Regions from separate parts of the Oryctolagus cuniculus genome. Here region 2 is linked to region 1. A link is a contact called in public Hi-C data. All regions are on one chromosome and are shown on one strand. The core of a region is the stretch at or near the end of the contact, and the rest is flanking DNA. Distances in the headings are between cores, read along the strand shown. Region 1 holds the start of HENMT1 (HEN methyltransferase 1). Region 2 overlaps LOC100344331 (mitochondrial adenyl nucleotide antiporter SLC25A24).

Region 1 (7,311 bases), core at 3,247-5,746:
CATTTTTAATGCTTTTGGCTTGGAGCCAATGCTGTGGTGTAGCAGGTAAAGCCACCATCTGCAGGACTGGCATCCCATAAGGGCACTCGAGTTCTGGCTGCTCTACTTCCAATCCAGCTCTTTGCTATGGCCTGGGATACCAGTAGAAGATGGCCCAAGTCCTTGGGCCCCTGCACCCATGTGGGAGACCTAGAAGAAGCTCCTGGCTTTGGACTGGCTCAGCTGTGGCCGCTACAGCCATTTGGGGAGTGAACCAACAGATGGAAGGCCTTTCTCTCCATCTCTCCCTCTAATTCTACCTCTCAAATAGATAAATCTTTTACAAAGAAGATGCCAGGAGGCCTAGAGCCTTTGTCCAGCACTCTGAGGCCTCTTAAGTCCTCTACTAGAAATCATTTTACCTGGCATGCATGAGACTTTGCCACCTGAAACTGATTTTTCAATGCCTTGACTACTGGAATGACTAACTGGGGCTTTACATGTATAAGCAGAGAGACAAAATACAGGAATTGTGCATACAGTATACACTCAATGATAGCTATGGCAAAGCCTCTTTCAGTGAGCTGGAGACTCCCCAGAGGTCTGAATATTTTAAAGCAAGCTCTACAAAACTGACCACTGGGGCCAGCACCGTGGCTTACTTGGTTAATCCTCTGCCTGTGGCACCAGCATCCCATATGGGTGCCAGGTTCTAGTCCTGGCTGCTCCTCTTCCAGGCCAGCTCTCTGCTGTGGCCCAGGAGGGCAGTGGAGGATGGCCCAAGTGCTTGGGCCCTGCACCCGCATCAAAGACCAGGAAGAAGCACCTGGCTCCTGGCTTTGGGTGGGCGCAGCGCCAGTCATGGCAGCCATTTGGGGAGTGAACCAATGGAAGAAAGACCTTTCTGTCTCTGTCTATAACTCTGTCAAAAAAAAAAAGGTAACAAAACTGACCCTTTCTCCAAGTAGAATTCATACCACTGGTTTTAGATTAAGGCATGACGCTTGCAGAAGTTAAGTCTTGGTTCCCAGTTGCACCACAGCATGACCAGGAGGCAGCAATGGAAACTGGCTGTGAGCAATGGAAACCAAGGGCTGAGCACATGGGGCACCATGGCATTAGTAACCATTCCTGCATGGACAGCTCGCCAAGTCACGCCAGACTTCCACAGGGAGAGACGCAGGCATCAATCTGTTCAACAGGGTGCAGCCCCATCACCCAATTCCCTTGCACTAGGCCCTCAGGAAGGGCCTTAAGGTTTCCTGCATCTCAACATTGCCACCCGGCAGACCAGGCTTCCCCCAGTGAACCTTTGGAGAATAAGCCGTAGCAAAGCCCTCGCCCTGAGCCTTACCCTCTCCATCGTAACTTATCCTCATCAATGTCTACTCCAACAAGCTCTTCGATGCAGGGGTAGACTTTCAGCAGCCTTATGAGTGACGTATCCCCACATCCCAGGTCTGCAACCTGCAGAATGAGACACAGTGTTATTTCAAAGGCACTGCTGGCCACGGAAGTGTGCGCCAAAGCTTTATTTGGGGAGGGGGACATTCATGGTAATAACAGAGCTGCTATCTGAAAGTAGCTTTTTGGCTGAAGAGTAGGAACAGGAAGCAAATTCATCTCAGAGTCCATAGGCCTATGGGCAAGTAAGAACTTCCACCTAATCAAAGTCAGGTAGCAAGAGCCGCGCCTATTCCAGAATCACTGCTGTTGGCTGCATTTGACACACAACCAGGTGTGCAGCCAGGTTTCCCACTCAGAACCACAAGCTGGACCCTTAAAAATTCTCAGCATCAGGCTTCAGCAAGCAAAGCTTTATCAAATTTGCTTTCATTCATTTCTGACATGTGAAGACAGTCACTTCTTATTTGACACACCAATGACATCAAACCATATGAAATCCCATATTGGACTTTAAACTGCCAAAAAGGCAATTCTAGATGCTTCAACTGAATGTTCATGTCTGGATGGCTAAAGATGTTAAAAAAAAAAAAAAAAAAACCTGCACTCTGTGTGCATATACAAAAACACAATAGTGCAGCTGAAAAAAAGAACCCCTCACACAGTAATCTTTGGTCTTGAGCATCAGGCACAAATTAAAATCTAGATACTCACCTTCCCAACACCTAGGATACATCTAGAACATCCCATGCATTAGCACAGGAAGCAGATATGTTGTGTGAAATGGTGACTTTCCATTGAGGTGTTAGAGGCCCATTAACATCTAATTTCAAAACAAACAATTCTATGGCCATGGTACCAGTCTGCCTGATGCTCCGACTACTCTAGAAAGGCGAACCTGCATCCAACTGTACATGTGAACCTGGCTGGCGACACTGAATGCTACCCGAGCCCTGCACTCCTCATAAATGGCTACAGGAAGTCACCTGTTCTTTGTGGGCCAGGAGTGGACTCACTGGAGAAAGCCTCTCCCCCACAGGCGTTAGATTAAGTCGCCAGCTGTCCATTCTTTGCCTCAAAAATCAACACAACCATCTGTCCTCACTGATCAGCAAGACCAGAATTCCCGTGACTGTACTTCTTAGGCTGGCTTCAGGGGGGCGCCTACCAGCCTCTGATTCATCTACTTGCCAGCTTAGCTTCCTCTCTGTCAGAGGAAGACACCTGGCTCAACTCTTGAAGACACCTGTGGACTTTGCCCTCACAACATCACCATCCTTCTACTCCAACAATCCGTCTGAGAAGGTTTCTTACTAGTGTGCTTTATTTGACAAAACACTTCAAAAAACAATCTTAGCAATTCAGTGTTTGTGATGCCCTACCTTCTTGGGTTCATGCTGATCCACTATATCTTTAACAAACTGGTACCGCTGTCTGTACAGTGGAGGTTTAAACTTTATTATCCTCTCCTTGGGAACTTCACGATTATTACCAATCACATTAGTGCACTGAAAATGTAGCCAAAAAAAAAAAAATTAGAAATCTAAGTTACACATGACTTCAGAAACTAAATGGGGGTACAGATTTTTATTTCCCCTCAATGAGATTAAAGTTCATTTCCTTCCGCAACTGCCCTAGCCACATTAAGGGCCCAACTTCCTTGTGGACTAATCAGACAGCAGGGATCTACAGCTGGAGTATGCCAAGTGTGATCTCCAAATACCAGTGTCTTTACCTGGAAATGTCACTAAAACAAAATCTTGAGCCTCACCCCAGACTTGCTGGGACAGAACTCTGAAAGCCAATCAAACCCCCCAGGTGATCCATCCACACCCATCAGTGAGGCACCACGCTTGGAAAGCGTTTAAAGACTGTTATTTTAACAACTGGTGATTTTTAAAAAGTCACTTAACACAGACACGCCAGGTGTGGATATGTCAGCCTCATTCCGCTCACCACCCTGGGAAGCGTGAGAACCGAGATGCCAGGCGCTGCTCCTGGCTGCCCCCAGGTGTTTTAACTTCCGAGAAAAAACAAGAGTGGCGTTACCTGTGCCTTCTCTCCTTCCATTTCCCTTCCAAGTTTCGCTGAGACAAAAATGCAGATGGTCCCTTCAGGCTGTTCGTCAGAGACTCAGCAGCGATTCCGCTGTAAATACAAGCCGTTTCGAGAATGACACCCAAGAGAAACAGCTTGGGGGGGGGGGGGTGTGCTCTCTGCCTTTCCATGAAAGCCATTCAGTCCCTGGAATACCCACTTAAGTATTGTTTCAGACGTGAGCAAACGGGCTCGGGAAGCCGAACCCCTCACCTCATTCAACCCAGCTAAGCACAATGACACCCCTTCTGCCCTTCTACCCCCAGTTCAGTCAGATACAAATAACACTCTTGGGAGTTCAGCCAGTTTCTTTTCTAAGAGCCTGCACCTCCTCCAAGCTGTTTCCAATCAATGACCTACCCACTCATCGGTAAAATGGCATTTCGTGAAGGGGGACAGTTCCCTTAACGACTTGGGACACTAGAGACGCCGCAGCATCACTTCTATTCACTCTCGGACTTGGGTTTCGACTTTGGTCCTTTATTGCACTCTGGTCTCCAACAACCAGAACTTAACCTGAAATTTAGGCAACATGGCAATCACAGCTTCTAAATAATTCCCCGACGTCTGCTGCGAAACCCTGCTCCTGCGAGCCAACCTGCCCTTCCTCCACGAGCACCCGTCGTCCTCACCGCTGACCCTGGAGCCAGGCGCACTCCCAGGCGGCGAAGCAAGGCAAAGCGCAGTAAGCGGACCAGACCCAGCCTCCGCCCAATTTAACTCCAGGCCCCGCCCCTGACGCCCGACCTCGCGCAGACTCACAAGGCGACGTTACCCGCCCGCCGCTCCACCTGCGCCCGCCACACCTGCGCCTCCGGGCTCCCCGCTGCTGGGTGCGCCCTCTAGCGGGGGGCGCTCGGGGTCCGCCCTGTGTACCTGGATCCCTGCCGTGCGCCCGCCGCTGCGCTCCCGGCTCCCGGCTGTAGGGCGTCGGTTTTGCGCCTCAACGGCCCGCGAGGCGCATGCGGCGAAGCCATTTTCTAGGTCTTCACGGGAACCTCGGCGGGGGCCGCGGCTCCCGCGTCTCCCGCGCGGGCTCGCGCTGCGGCCCCCCGCTCGGCCCGCCGCCGCGACTGTTGAGCCGAGGCGGCGCCGCAGCGAGCTGGGCCAAGCCCTGGAAACGGCCCTGGCCGACGGAAGGCGGCGGAGAAGCGGCCGCGCTCACCGCGAGCGCACGCCGCCGCCTCTGCCGCCCCTGGACGGTCCTCCGGAACCGGCTTTGAGGGACTCCGGGCTGCATCAAGTTGGTCCCGTAACACCTGAACTCAGAAAACACGCTTTCTCAGCTCCCTCCACACCCCAACTCGTTTTTTTCTTTTTTTTAACCCACGTGCTGTGGACGAAATTGACCTATTAGGCCTACTGTACCGTGACCTTGCCTGTAGAAATTCAACTTAACGCTTTATAAACTGTGCTTGCTTTTCCGTGTGCGATGGAAGGGCTTAAGGAGAATCAGAGGAGGATGGAAACATTACTACTTCAGTTTGGTTTTTGTTTTGTTTTGTTTTTCCATTTAATTTGAAAGGTAGAGTCGGAGACCTTGGATCTGCTAGTTCACTCCGGTAATGCCTGCACCAGAACTCAATCCCAGGTCTCTCATGTGGATGGCAGCGACCCAATTACTTGAGCTAACACCTGCAGACTCCAAAGGTATGCAGTAGCAAGAAACTGGAATTGCAAGGGGAGCTGGGATTGCAACCCAGACACTCCAATACGGTTGCGGGCCTCGGAGCCAGGTCTCTCTTAACCTGTCCCCAAAAGTCCCTCCCCCTTAAAAAAAAAATGGTGTAAAAAGCTTTAGGAATTTGCATATCACCTTGCTCAGGGGCCATTACTCGGTATGGTTCCCATTTTACTATATGTGCTGCTGAAAGCACCAAAACTAGTATTTTAGAAATCAAAAGCTGATACTTATTACCGAATTCACAGCCTAATAATATAAGCGTTATAGTGGAACTGGATTTTTCAAACGCTCAACACCCCTGGCAGCACATTGTGCTAATTGTTTAAGAATGCACCAAGATGAGTTACACAAAGCTTGTTTTTGGCGCTGGGATGCAGTGTTAATGTCACCCCACAGTGTAAGAGGCTTCTGTTGGCCTGGCTCAGCTGTAGTTTTAACCCACTGTCTTTGTTAAGAGAGCATACTCCTTACCACAGAATATAATTTAGGTAGAGACTTTCAAAGTAAGTAATAAACTTCTGGTCACATATTCAAAAGAATTGAGAGCAGGAACTCAAATATTGTACATCCAAGTTCACAGCAGCGTTGCTGACAGTAGCCAAAATGTGAAAACAGCCCAAATGTCCATCAATAGGAAAATGTCTTAAAAAAAAAAAAAAAGTGGTTTCTGCGTTATCCAGCCTCATGGGCATTATGGGACAGCGGCCTAGGCTGCTGCCTCGGACCTCCACGTGCTGACAGGACAGCAGGGGTCAAACACTGGCTACTCTGCTTCTGACCAGATTCCTGCTCAGGTGCCTGGGAGGCAGCAGATGATGTGCCAGGGAGGAGGTACCCAGATGGAGCTCTGAGGCATCCAGCCCAGCCCTGGCTGGTGCAGATATTTGAGAAATGGTGGATGGAAGATTGCACTCGCTCTCGCTCCCTCTCCTGTGCCTTTCAAATACTCTTTTTTTTTTTTTTACATGCCTACACATGCAATGGGATATTCAGTCTTTAAAAGGGGTTAAATCCTAACACTTGCTACAACATGGATGAGCCTTGATGACATTATGTTCAGTGCTATAACCAGTCACAAAAGGAAGAATAGTCTGTGATTCCACACTTACATGAAGTTGGCAAATTCGTAGTGACAGGAAGTGGATTTTAGTTTGGGATGAAGGCAAAGTTCCCCTTCAATGATCATGCAACAAGGTGAATTTTTTTTTTTTTTTTGACAGGCAGAGTGGACAGTGAGAGAGAGAGACAGAGAGAAAGGTCTTCCTTTGCCATTGGTTCACCCTCCAATGGCCGCCACGGCAGGAGCCAGGTACTTATCCTGGTCTCCCGTGGGGTGCAGGGCCCAAACACTTGGGCCATCCTCCACTGCACTCCCTGGCCACAGCAGAGAGCTGGCCTGGAAGAGGGGCAACCGGGACAGAATCCGGCGCCCCGACCGGAGGATTAGCCTAGTGAGCCACGGCGCTGGCTATGGTGAATATTCTTAATACCACTGACTAGTACACTTAAACATCATTAAAATGGTAAGCTTTATATATATATATAATAATTTAAAAAATTTTAAGGAAATTTTCTAAGTTAACAAATGATCTATTCAGAATTCTTAGAGCTACAGTTGTTGCCTTAGAATTGTTGCTGGTTGATCCTTTTTTTTAACCTGACTTCCTCGTGACCAATTTCCTTCCAGATTTGTCCATTTCAGCGTTCTCCTGGTCTTCTACTCTCAGAGTCTGAAAATCCTCCTTGGCTCTGTCCACTTCCCACGTTTGGACAGTCACCAACTCTTGACCTCTTCAAGCTGCTGCTGCATCTGTTCTGTCCCCGTGGCCAATGCCTTAGCCTTTGTCACAGCTCAGCACACCTTCCTCCACCAGCTTTAAGTCCCAGTGAGATGCAGCCCATGTTGTATCTTTCCAGAATAAGTTGGAAGCCAAATAGACTTTAACTGATTTAACTGTCACTCCTTTACCCTTGGAAATTTACTCATTCTTTCAGACTGTTGGGTTGTTGGGGTTTTTCTGTTGGGAAGTAAAAATTAAGTGAGATTACCTATTTCATCAATATTTAGTAGTCCTTCAGTATCCAGGGGAGACAAGTTACAGGATCCCCCTCAGGTAACAAAATCTGTGGGTACGCGTAATTTACCT
Region 2 (6,877 bases), core at 1,146-3,645, 140 kb before region 1:
GTAATTCATGGGATAATTATAAATTGAGGTGAGTGCAATTTCCTTACATTTCACTGTCTAATTGTCAGTATACTATGTCAGTATACATAGCAGGGAACCTAATGTATTGGTAATGAGGAAAGGCCTATCTGAAGTTTAGGTGATAATTAAGCTAAGATCTAAAAGATAGGCTAGCATTGGCCAAACAGCAGGAAAAATGGCACTGCATGGACTTTTAAAGTACTTTTTTTTTTGGCCGGCGCCGCAGCTCACTTGGCTAATCCTCCACCTACAGCGCTGGCACACCGGGTTCTAGTCCCAGTTGGGGCACCGGATTCTGTCCTGGTTGCTCCTCTTCCAGTCCAGCTCTCTGCCGTGGCCTGGGAAGGCAGTGGAGGATGGCCCAAGTCCTTGGGCCCTGCACCAGCATGGGAGACCAGGAGGAAGCACCTGGCTCCTGCCTTCAGATCGGCACAGCGCACCAGAGATCTCCTATCTACTGGTTCATTCTTCAAATGATCATAGCAGCTTGGGCTGAGCCAAGCTGAAGCCGGGAGCTGGGAACTCAATCCAGTTCTGCCACATGGGTAGCAGGAACCCAATTGCTTGAGCCATCACCTCTGCCTCCCAGGATCCACATTAGCAGAAATCGGAATTAGGAGCAGGACAGTACTCAAATCCAGGTGCTCCCATATGGAATATATGCATTTTAACTGGTATCTTATAGCCAGCAGGCCATAAACCTGTCTTTCCTTGTACTTTTCTTTTTAAGATTTTTTTTTTTTTGACAGGCAGAGCTATAAACAGAGAGAGGGAAGGACAGAGAGAAAGGTCTTCCAGCTGCTTAGTTCACTCCCCAAATGGCCGCAACAGCCAGAGCTGAGCTGATCTGAATCCAGGAGCCAGGAGCTTCTCCAGGGTCTTCCACGTAGGTTCAGGGGCCCAAGCACTTGGGCCATTTCTGACTGATTTACCAGATCATAAGCAGAAAGCTGGATCAGAAGAGGAACATCTGGGATACAAACCAAACCAGTACCCATATGGGATGCCAGTGCCACAGGCAGAGGCTTAGCCTACTATGCCGCAGCACCAGCCCCTCTCCTTGTACTTTTAATATGCCTGAGAAGAAAAAGAAATTGGAAAATCAAGAACCAAAGGACACTAAAGTGACCAGAAAATAACGAACAACAGAAAGAGTGGTACAAGCTGAGATTAGACATGCAGACAGGGATCAAATCATGCATAGCACCATAGGCCATATGAAAGATCCTAGATTTTTTCAAGAGCAATATAAAAGTATATTAGTCAGGACTAACAAAGTTATGCTGCAATAACAAACAACCACCAAATCTCAGTGGCCTATGGGGCAAATATTTCATTCAGACCTGTGTCCATCATAGGTCAGTAGTCCGCTCTGCACCTGGCATTTCTTTTCTTTACTCTAGAGCCAATGCAGCCACTATCTGGAACACTGCTGGTGGCCATGGCAGAAGAAGGGTGAGCTGGAGAAGCACGCTGCACTCTGAAAGCTTCTGCCTGTGGGTGCACACACGATTTCTGTGCACATTTCCTTACCCAAAGCAAGTGACATGCCCTCCTGACCACATGTCCTCCCACAAGGAAGGACACTGAGTACTGCTGAATGATATGGCTGCTATGCCAGGAACCATTTAAGAATTTGGGGCAGCAGAACAACATGATTTAATTCACAATGCGAGAAATCCCTCTAGCTACTGTGTGGAGGCTGGAAGAAAAGGCAAGAACTGGTGTGAGGAGACCAGTTAGATTCATGAGGTGATCAGCCTGAACTGGAGTGGTGGTAGTGGAGAGACAGAACCAGACAGATCATGTGTCTTAAAGGTAGAAATCAAAGAACTTTGTAGGGGCTGGCGCTGTGGCTTAGCGGGTAAAGCTGCCATTTGCAGTGCCAGCATCCCATATGGGTGCCAGTTCGAGTCCTGGGTGCTCCATTTCCGATCCAGCTCTCTGCTATGGCCTGAGAAAGCAGTAGAAGATGGCCTAAGTCCTTGGGCCCCTGCACCCGTGTGGGAGACCCAGAAGAAGCGCCAGGCTTCTGGCTTCAGATTAGCCCAGTTCCAGCTATTGCAGCCATTTGGGGAGTGAACCAGAGGATGGTCGAAGACCTCTCTGTTTCTCTCTCTCTCTCTCTCACTCTGTCCTTCAAATAAATAAAATTAATCTTAAAAAAAAAAAAAAACTTAGTGAAAGATTGGATGAAAGGAGAGAATGGAACCAAAAATAACTTTGAGGTTTCAGGTATGAATGAGACACCACTGTAGATGGAGTTGCCAGTCTGGGATGGAGGGGATAGACTGGGGGTAGGACCAAGGGTTCAGTTTTAGACATGCTAAGTTTGAGATGCCTGTGAGTCAGGCAAGTAGTCAATCTGCATGCACAGCTCAGGAAAGAGGTCTGAGCTGGAAATAGATGTGCAAGTCATTGGTATACACATAGCTCTTAAAGCTCCAGGAGAGAAAAAGTCCACTTCAAGCAGAGAAAGAAGAGGCCTCTAGAAGAAGCTCTGAAGCACTCTGAAAGGCAGATGCCACTTTGAGGCAAACAGCGAACATAGTGCAGTGGGTAAGAGCCCAACCTAAACTCAGGCTTCCTGGACTAAACAACCTTGGAAAAGCCACATCAGTTCTCTGGCTTCACTTTTCTCAGGAGTGCCAGTTTTTTCTGAACTGTGTGTTATGAGGATTAAGTAGGAAAAAATACTCACACAGGGCCTGGCATATAAAAATAATTTCATATATCAAAGTTACTGTTATTTTTACTCAAGGAGACCAAGAAAGAGCTACCAAAGAAATAGGAAAAAACTGAAAAGTGTATTATTAAAGAAATCATGAGAAGGCAATTTTTAGAATGTATTAACTTTTTTTTTTTTTTTTTGACAGGCAGAGTGGACAGTGAGAGAGAGAGACAGAGAGAAAGGTCTTCCTTTGCCGTTGGTTCACCCTCCAATGGCCGCCGCGGCCGGCGCGCTGCGGCCGGCGCACCGCGCTGATCCGATGGCAGGAGCCAGGTACTTCTCCTGGTCTCCCATGGGGTGCAGGGCCCAAGCACCTGGGCCATCCTCCACTGCACTCCCGGGCCATAGCAGAGAGCTGGCCTGGAAGAGGGGCAACCGGGACAGAATCCGGCACCCTGACTGGGACTACAACCCGGTGTGCCGGCGCCGCAAGGTGGAGGATTAGCCTAGTGAGCTGCGGCGCCAGCCGAGTGTATGAACTTTTAATATGCCAAATGATACTAAAAAATTGAGTACAAGAAAAAGCTGAATAGTGTATTTTGGATTATCAACATTTTTGATGAATTGAGGAGTGAGGAACTAATTAAAGACTGAACAGGTTCTCACCTCAAACGCACATAAAAATAAATTCCAAGTGAAGACCTACATGTAAAATGTGAAATCCTAAAACGTTATGAAACAAAACCTAATACATTTGTGAACTTAGTGTAGAAAAGGAGTTCCAAACTAAGACATTAAACAAAAAAATAAACAAACATCAAAGGCCTAGCCCATAAAATACAAATTTGTTAAAATCAAAAACATGCAAAGTACATCATTAAAAAGGTGAAAAAGAAAATCCACAGATAGGACAAAAAGACAATTCTTACAACCAACAAAAGCTAGTATTCAGAAAGTATAAGGAATCTGAAAAATAAGAAAAGAGATAAATGAGCTCCTTGACCCTCCTTTCTATCTTCACTCCCACTTAGATTCAATGATCCATCACCGTAACCAAAACCTTAGATGCTCTGTTCTCCCTGTGCCCCCTTTCATGTCTCTTACTCATTAGGCAAAATCATAACCTGTTTTCAGGTTCAACTTTCCACATTCTCCGCAACTTCAACCCAAAGGCTAATTACAGCTCTAGTCACCCCTCCTCTAATGGAATGGAAAAACAGGCGCAAATTCTGTTGAATATCTGTAGATATGATGGAAAAAATGGTCCCATTCAATGACTTTATTTCTTCAGTGAAGAACGAAGCACTGTGGTGAAGGAATAAGGATGTAAGGATGTGAGGCAAGGGCCGGCATTGTGATGTAGTGGGTAGGGCCTCCGCCTGCAGTGCCATAATCCCATGGGGGCACAGGTGCAAATCCCGCTGCTCAATTTCCGATCCAGCTCCCTGCTGATGTGCCTAGGAAAGCAGTGGAATATGATCTACCCAAGTACTTGGGCCCCTGCACCCACCTGAGGAGACCTGAATGAAGCTCCTGCCTCCTGCTATGGCTGTTGAGGCCATCTAGGGAGTAAACCAGCAAACGGAAGATTTCACTCTGTCTCTCCCTCTCTCTCGGTAACTCTGACTTTCAAATGAATAAATGAATCTTTTAAAAAAATTGAGGCAGAGTCATAAAGACAGACTGTGAAGGCCAGAAGTCTAAAGAGATTAGATGAAGAAGAGCATCATTATTGTAGAGAATAGAAAGGCTGCAACAGAAGAGAAACTGGGTAAGATTTTGGGCCCTGAGAGTACCAATCTGTGTTGTTAATTTATAGGATGTTAGTTTGTGAAATTTATACATCGTGTAGCTAAGAATTGGGCACACAGGGGTGGATGTCTAGCACAGTGGTTAAGATGCTGCTTGAGGAGATTGTGTTGTGGCACAACCGATTAAGCTGGCATATGAGCACCAGTTCTAGTCCCATCTGCTCCACTTCCAAACAGGCTCCCTGCTAATGCTCCTGGGAAAGCAGGGAAAGATGGTCCCAGCCCCTTCAAATAAAATTTTAAAATTAATGAATTTTTTAAAAAGTCTTACATAGCTGTAATGCACCATTACATCAGCAGCTTCCATCAGATTTACCAATATATCAAGCTTTATCCTGCTACAGCAAGCAGTTATTCTAGTCTACAGCCCCCAGAGACTCTAAACCTATTTATTCCACTTAGTGCATGCAGGTTATGGGTGATGGCGCAGTGAGACAGAAGGAGCCAGGATCCTGATGACTATGGAAACTTGATGTCAGCCCTTCCTTGACTGTATAGGTTTATGTGTAACAGAAACAAACTCGAAAATAAATTCAGACCTTAAGCCACTGCTTTTTCAGTTTCTGCCATCCCGTAATTGAACCTGGTTCTAACCAATAAAAATTCCCAGTTAATAATGTATAACTATTCAGAATAATGGATAACCATAAAAATATCCATGGTAAACTATAATCAAAATGACTAGGAATATAGTGCTTGAAATTTCTAATTATATTTAAGTTAGAATATTTTTTGAAGTTAGGATTTTAGAGCCCAGTGTTGTATCATAGCAGGTAAAGCTGCCACCCACAATGCCAACATCCCACATGGGTGCCAGTTTGTGACCCAGTTGCTCTATTTCTGATCAAGCTCCCTGCTGATGGCTGGGAAAAGCAGCAGGAGATGGCTCAAGTGCTTGGGACCCTGTTAGCCACTTGGGAGACCTGGAAGAAGCTCCTGGCTTCTGGTTTTCATTTGCTGGTTCAGGGAGTGAACCAGTAGGTGAAAGATCTATCTCTCTGTTTCCCTCTCTATCTGTAACTCAGATAGATAGATAGATCTGTTGAAAAAATAAAGTTGGGATTCTATATATGAAATTAAAATATTAGAAATGCTTACTTTACTTTAACTCCATGTAGTAATAATTGTGAAATATAGAACTTCGTAAAAATAACAAATGAAGAAATAAACAATTGCAAACAGTGCCTCAACATGACATTCATCCAACCTGTATTAAGATCACGCACTTGGCTAAGCAGTATGCAGGCCACTAGGGATGTGAAGAGAAAGTAGAGTCTCTAATTAACAAACAGATTTTATAAATTTAGCAAATAGGCAAAAAAAAAAAAAAAAGCCTCTTAGCTTTTAGAGAAGACACTTCAGTGGAGAAAAAGGCTAAATGCAATTTGACTACTGATCAGTAGAGGGCGAAAGAACATCAGAACGACTGCTTAAGAACAGTTCTGTGGACCTGATGTTAGCATTTTTCTATAAACATAATTCATTCAGCAAGTGTATTTCCACAGATGCACTGACATATTTAGCTGTGAATATACAAAGTGCATAAATCCATGCTGAATAACATATACTCATGATTTGGAAGATATAAGGTGAAAAAATAATTTGCATATATTCCTATTTTACTCATTCTTTGTTACATTTTTTTTCTTTCTGTGACAGTATCCTGAAAGCTCATTAAGCAAGAAAATACATTTCGTAGGGGCAGATATTTGGTGCATCAATTAAGCCACCATTTGTTATGGTCAAATCTCATATCAGAGTGCCTGGGTTCCAGTCCTGTCTCCACTTCTAATTCCAGCTTCCTACTAATGCACACCCTGGAAGGCAGTGGTGATAGTTCAAGTAGCTAGTACCCTTGCAGGAGACCAGGATTAAGTTTCTGGCTCCTGGCTTCAGCCTGGACCAACCCTAGATGCTTAAGGCATTTGAAGAGTGAGCCAGCAGCTGATAATTCATTCATTCATTCTCTCTCTCTCTGACATAATTAATTTAAATAAAAAAATTTGCATTAGCAGGAAGCTGAATTGGAAGTCATTTTACCAGGCCTGGATTAGAAGCAGCACAGCAGAGACTCAAACCAGGCACTCCCAAATGTGATACAGGGGTCCCAAGCTGGGCCAGATGCTCACTCCCATATTCATGTTTTTCTATCTTGCTGTGTTGTACAGGGGTTTGAGATGTCTTACAATAAAACACACTTTGTATGCAATTTGCACAACATAAAATGGATGCTGTTCATGGTCAGGAAATAAAGTAGACTTTTTATTAACCCTATAGAATTAGAGATTCAGTAATTAAGGAAGGTAGAGTAAAATCCTTACTGTAAGTGAAGTCCAAAAAGTTCTATCACATAAAATTTATGGTCACATTATTG

The links. A called contact is a pair of places that touch in the nucleus more often than the background predicts.
Region 2: a contact with region 1 is called in a Hi-C map of skin fibroblasts, with 2.7 times the contacts expected there. The contact joins the enhancer-like site here to the promoter of HENMT1 in region 1. A contact is called at or near these places in 5 of 6 Hi-C or Micro-C datasets (ear pinna, embryonic fibroblasts, psoas muscle and 2 more).

What each region holds. Positions count from the first base shown.
Region 1 is chr7:61,773,691-61,781,001 of mOryCun1.1, reverse strand. HENMT1 (HEN methyltransferase 1) reads right to left here and starts at 4,496. Exons shown (of 8, transcript XM_070077965.1): 1 at 4,357-4,496; 2 at 3,433-3,531; 3 at 2,766-2,891; 4 at 1,334-1,446. The coding sequence starts at 3,453. It also overlaps the pseudogene LOC138850760.
Region 2 is chr7:61,914,554-61,921,430 of mOryCun1.1, reverse strand. The region is part of intron 2 of LOC100344331 (mitochondrial adenyl nucleotide antiporter SLC25A24); the gene reads right to left. Among named protein-coding and RNA genes, the nearest start is that of EEIG2, 40 kb to the right of the region's middle. Within about 2 kb of position 2,395, at least 1 of the 8 cell types and tissues checked has an H3K27ac peak or open chromatin away from gene starts, as enhancers often do.